2 separate regions of the Oryzias latipes genome follow, and region 2 is linked to region 1. A link is a contact called in public Hi-C data. All regions are on one chromosome and are shown on one strand. The core of a region is the stretch at or near the end of the contact, and the rest is flanking DNA. Distances in the headings are between cores, read along the strand shown.

Region 1 (2,885 bases), core at 90-2,589:
TCCCCTACCTGTTGCTGAGAGTTCTCTGTTCACACGCTCTACTGCTAGCTCACAGCCCCTAACACCCCCAACCTAACTTTACCGGTGCAACAAAGATGGAGAGCAATATCAGAACTATCCACCCGTACAGTTTTAAGTTTTAGTCGTCTATATGTGGTATTTTCTGCATAACAAATAAGCTCTTTTTCAAACTGCATTTTATTGATTCACAAGATTTGGATAAAGAAATAGTCATGAATGCAATTTTAAGCTTAGTTTTCTTTACATATGTCCTTTATCATCAGAAATGTCCCAAGAACATATTAAAAACCATCTTCATCTGAGTGGGAATGTGAATTTGACATGCATATTGAGCAGGGGGGTGTGGCTTACTCTGTGAGGTAAACAGGAACTTGAATAATGGGGTCTGAAAAAAATAAGATCATCATTTCATGAGAAAAATTTGAGGCACCAAAAGTTTAAAAAAAAAATGTGAATAGCGCTGACGTCTGAGTGCATGAACCTTCTCTTAGGGTCCACTTGATGTCTCCTGTCTGTTTGGAGACGGCATGCAGGCTGCCATCCAAGGTGGAGATGAACAGAAGGGACTCTGGGAGTGTGACTGATCTGGCCCCTGCACCCTGAAGAAATACAGAGAAATAAAAAAAATAAAAAAAAAGTGATGGTGAAAACGGACCCCCAGGACAGCTGTCGTGTCATGTATCCCTAGACTGTACAACGACTTGACTGGAGAGTGGGTGCATGAGTGGGTTTATGACAGTGGGTGTGGCGGGGCTGATGTAGAAATCCACCGTTCACTCAGCAGGATATCCTTATTCTCTAAGGGTGTGTTGTGGGGCCTAATGTTTGTTTATGTCTTCTCTGCTTTTACTAAATGAAGGCGGGGGCGTATGTACGCCCAAAAGTAGTAATAATACCGAATACACTGAGGGTCAACTGAGGTTTAAGTTGGTTTGAGCTTGAATGTTTTGGTTGGACTTCAACCAAAATTAGCGTAATAACTCAATAAAAAAAACCATTTGTGCGCATGCGTGTTGGAGCCCACATTGACAGTTTGGGGGGGGGGGGGGGGTTCTAAGCAAAATGAAGCACAGAAACAGCCTGGTACCGTTCGTTCAAGCGAGCTGGGCTGACTTTAACGCTTCCCAAAAAAATAACATAATTTGGCAACTTCCCCGGACCTTAAAATTGACACATGTGCCAAAAGTAGAAACGCCATGATAAGGTGGTGTAAACAAAAGCAGAAACAGTTGCACACTTTGACGAAGTTTACCTGAATTGGGTCAGCCTCCCAGGTCAGCAGGAAAAGACATATTAGCAGGAGTCCGAGAGTTCCCATGACCCCCGAAACACTACGTTTCAAGGTCCGGAGAATTAAAGCCGCCGAACTAACAATAAACGTCGAACTCTTTCCTCATTTTCAGATCGTTGTCTCATAATTAAACGCATGCGCAGAGGTAACGATATTGATAGATTTTCATACTATTTTAAAAAATGTAAATATTTCAGCGGTACCGCTTTAAATCCATGTCTACTACTCCTGACACTTCCATATTTCCGTGTTGGGACGGAACCGGTGACGTCGGGAGAGATCTGTCAAACCCCGACTGTGGGCAGGCTTCACCACCCCTCACCCTGAGAAACAGGAACACCGACCAATCAGAAGCGAGGCTTGGACTAGTATGGGCGGGGCTTTAGAAACGGCTGGAACACGTGGAAACAGACAACAGGACATGCGTGAACGCAACAAGAGGCTTTTTGTGCAACAGAAAGTGGTGGATGACTTAATTGTTGCGCCTCTGTTCCATACATACAGAGAAGTTTGAAAGTACTTTACATAATGAAATAAAAGAATACATTAAATTTAGGCCCACATAACTTCCCCTCAGACAAAAGTAGTCTAATGTGCCACAAGGACACTTTAATCTATACTGAAAGTGAGCCACTACTTGGAAGTTTACTTTTTATATACTATATTATATATTATATATATATTATATATTATATATATATTATATTATAATATATATTATAATATATTATCTTTATATTGTAAACTTAAAAATTTTCAATTTAATCTGAAGAATTATTCAGTCAGTATACTTCTTTTACTTCACATTCACTGTATAAATAAAACCTAAAATAAAAGACCCTGGGCTACATGTATATTTTTTATCTGACATTTTTACCCTTGTTCTTTAAAGCCATAGAGCCACAGTGGACGGATCAAAGAGGATCTGATCTACACTATAACTGATAATAAATAATCCAATAGATTACCTTTAATACAACTACAAACTAGTGACTGTTCTTCACTAGTATGTACAAAGTTTGTGTTTGCATGTGGCCACATGATAGACTTAAGCTAGATCCTAATTTAGTCAACCCTTAAATCTCAAGCTTTTTTTTCTATTTTGCTGCTACTTTTCACAAAACATTTGGGTTTTTCAAGCTCTTTATTTTTTTTGCAACAAATCTTCCTTCAGTTATACCAGTTTGCACTTAGTCCCAATGCTTCAATCTTGATTTAGCAAAATACAACTCTACTCATAAAACATTATTCAAAGTGACTTTGTGTGGAGAGTAACAGGTTCACTCGTATTAAAAAATAAATACAATATTCAGGCAGGCACTTCTGTCAAAGCATATAAACATTAAATAACAGATGAACTAAGGTTGTGAAAAGGCAAAAGATGGTTCTGTCCACTTCTGCTCAGTCAAGTTCCTGCTGGAGAAGGCCATCAGGTTTGGCATAGCCAAACATCTCAAAGTCTGGTTCATAAAGTTTGTAGAGTTCTTTCCTTGTTGCGATGGGAATCTGTGCAAACCAGTCTCTTTCCCAGCTGGTGGAGGTGAGGTTGTGGGCCCCTGAAGGGAAGTGTAAC
Region 2 (3,169 bases), core at 510-3,009, 62 kb before region 1:
CTCTCACAGTCCAAGAACATGTTTCATAGGTTCATTGATGATTCTAAATTGTTCCCAAGGTTTGATTTTAAGTGTGTGTAGTTGTATGGCTCTTTGACATATTAGCAACCTGCCCAAAAGTAGTCAAAACCCCATAACTCTGAAAGGGATTCACCGGTGTTCAAGAAAATGAATGAATGGATGGATGGACATTTCAACAATAAACATGCACTCAGTCCAAAATTTACAGAAATTCTGATTTAATTTCAACAAATTCTCCTCCTAATATTCTAACCATGATAAAAACTCAGAACAGGCGATAACATCTATCCATCCGCATATCTTCCTCTGTTCATCCGGTACCTGTTAGCAGGGGCAGCAGTTTAAGCAAAGATGCCCAGACTTCCCTCTCCCCTGCCACTTTCTCCAGCCCTTCTGGGGGGACATCAAAGCATTAACAATCCAGCCGAGAGACGTAGTTTCTGCGTGTCCTGGGTCTTATATATTACAGCCTCCACCCAGTGGAGAAAAAAAACTTCCCCAGGAAGGTGACCAAGAGGAATCCAGACCAGATCCAAGATCCACCTCAGCTGGTTCCTCTCAATGTAAAGAAGTAGCGGCTTTGATCCGAGCTCTCTCCATTTGACCGAGCTTTTCCCCCTATCTCAAAGGGAACGCCGAGCCACCCTACAGAGGAAGCTCATTTCCTCCGCTTGTATTCAAGAGCTTTTTCTTTCGATCATGACCCAGAGCATTACCACAGGTGAGTATTTGAAAGAAGATTGACCGGTGAATTGAGAGCTTTGACTTCCGACTCAGCTCTCTCTTCTCCACAGCGGACCTGTAGAGAGACTGCATAATGGCTGGTTCACTGCAATCTGCCAATCTGTCAATCTCATGCTCTGATCTTCCCTCACTCATGAACAAGACCCCATGATACTTTAACTCCTCCACCTGGTGCCCCACCCACCCAGAGAGGGCAAGCTACCTTTCTCTGGTCGAGAACCACTGCCTCAAATTTACAAAATCCAAGTTCCATGATTGAGACTACGGCCGCCAAAGCATCCACCTTCAACTGCCACCAACCATCCAGGTGGTGGGCCCATGGAAGAGAAATCCCATGTCATTCCTTCAGGCTGAACCTGTTCGGGGCCCATAGAAGGAGTCTGGGCCGTACCTCAGGCCGGGCAAGGTAGTGGAATCTTGTCTTCTACTTCTCACCATGGTTTGTCTGGCTCGTCACAGAGGACCTGTCCCCCATAAAAGAGCCTATCAGGGAACAAAGCCCCAGACAGCTTAGCTCCTGGGATCACTCAAGCTCTCAAACCCCTCCACCACACTAAGGTGGCTGTTGACGAAAGCAATCAAGCAATATCACTTGAATTCATTTTAAAGGCAGCTTTAATGACAGAGAAACCAATACAGTTAAACTACATTATAATTATGAAAAAAAAGCTATCTGTTTTATTTATTTATTTGCAGTCTTGAAGGTTTAGTTGGTTTAGAAATGTATTTTTTTAATGATGAAAACCTCTCTAAACAAAAGGCTTTGTGTTGTGTTTTATTTTACTAACTGTGATAACCTCTCTCTTATGTCTGAACTTTTCTGCCAGGTACTTGATTTTCTTCATATATTTATCTTCATTCCACAGAGGAAACTGGTCACTCATCAAACCTCAGGTATAAGCAAAGACTGACCAATGAAATGTGATGATTCCCTAGACAGTCTCAAAGAATTTTCTGTCTGCTGTCTCGTCCAGCTGGCCGCTTTCTGTTGGCTCAACTTACAGTGACTCACAGGCGTCATCCTGGAGACAACAGCTGCTGGGCAGACAGAAGTCCTCTGGATTACTCAGGTTTTGAAAACCTAACTGGCAAAAGAAAGGCTGATTTGTCGTGCAGTGAAACTGGCTCTTCCTGCCCCTCTGGTGGGGTGTTTTTGAAACAGAAGATCTCCTGTTGCTTTTCTGAGCGAGAGGCTCTGAACGGTTCGTCTAGATTTGCAAGCTTCACCTCAGCTCACTTGACTAAAGGGAGAAGAAACAATGTGATGAAAAGGAGGGAGACCCCAGCTGAGAAAATGTAATGCATAGACAGTTTTTTTATTTGTGAGAAAGCCCAGGAAAAAACATTAAGAGAATTTAGAAAATAAATTTAAGAAGGAGAAAACCAAAAACTAGGTTTTTGGATAATTTGGCTGCTTTGTTGTTAAGGAATTTTTGGGATTAATTTTTATTAAACTTGTAATTCTTCTGGAAAGAAGTGGTGGTTCTTACTATTAAACATTTGCAGAGTTTTTTTTAATATGTGTTTTTACTTAATGGACATTTTTAATGCAATTTTAATTTAATTTTTGATCCATTTTCTTCAAAAGCTGCTCTTCATGTTTGTAACAGATTTTCAGGCATTTTCTGGTTCTTGTCAAGTTTTGAGTTTGCCACCTGAGGCTTCAGAGCTATACGTGGGGATCTTTGACTCATTAATTGTGGCTTTCTGATTATAGACAATTAAAAACGTTTTTCATTTTATAATAATAATGTAAATATAATAATATAAATATATAATAATAAATATAATAATTAATAAAATAACATTTTTTTCTTACTACAAGACACATCAAGCAAAACCAAACAGTCAGAAAACTCAAGTTTTTTTCAAATAATTTACAAACAGTTGAAGCACAGCCCGTATCGCTCCACCAGGCTTCTGACTATGGTGCCCATAATGCTCCAACAATCCATCATGCGGTGTGGCTTTGTAGCTTACCAAAGTTGTACTAAAACATTTAAGCAGATTTTTGAGCACAGTGTACTACAAAAAAATTAATTTGAGGTAAGAAAACACAACCAGAATTTATACTTTAGGCGCACCGGATCATAAAGCGGAATATCTATTTTTGAAAAGATTCAATAGCTTTAAGTTGTGGTCTGAAAACTACTGTAATTGTAACATGTTTAGCTCTGAATACATTTTATTCTAATAGATTTAAGATTTTCTGGCTGAGATACACAGCAAATAGTAAACTAAACTTGATTTTCTTTTAAATAACTGCTGACTCGACACTACCTACTACTTCATATGCTGCATTGAAAATGTCTGCGACAGGATGTCTTTTAATTTGAAACAAAGTCATGTCAGCTTCTTGTTTTTGTTTTATTTATGCTAAAAAAAAACAATAGTTTATTTTATA

What was found. A called contact is a pair of places that touch in the nucleus more often than the background predicts.
Region 2: a contact with region 1 is called in a Hi-C map of embryo, with 1.8 times the contacts expected there. The contact joins the enhancer-like site here to the promoter of LOC101162428 in region 1. A contact is called at or near these places in 2 of 5 Hi-C or Micro-C datasets (both in embryo).

The regions. Positions count from the first base shown.
Region 1 is chr1:21,393,540-21,396,424 of ASM223467v1, reverse strand. LOC101162428 (serine/threonine-protein kinase/endoribonuclease IRE1-like) reads right to left here and starts at 1,339. Exons shown (of 24, transcript NM_001278895.1): 1 at 1,274-1,339; 2 at 503-620; 3 at 373-406. The coding sequence starts at 1,339. chst12 (carbohydrate sulfotransferase 12) reads right to left here. Exons shown (of 6, transcript XM_004065970.4): 6 at 2,438-2,885. The coding sequence ends at 2,714.
Region 2 is chr1:21,455,766-21,458,934 of ASM223467v1, reverse strand. No RefSeq gene overlaps it. Among protein-coding and RNA genes, the nearest start is that of gna12, 17 kb to the right of the region's middle. Within about 2 kb of position 1,759, at least 1 of the 8 cell types and tissues checked has an H3K27ac peak or open chromatin away from gene starts, as enhancers often do. A contact at or near this core is called in embryo, where this site is marked.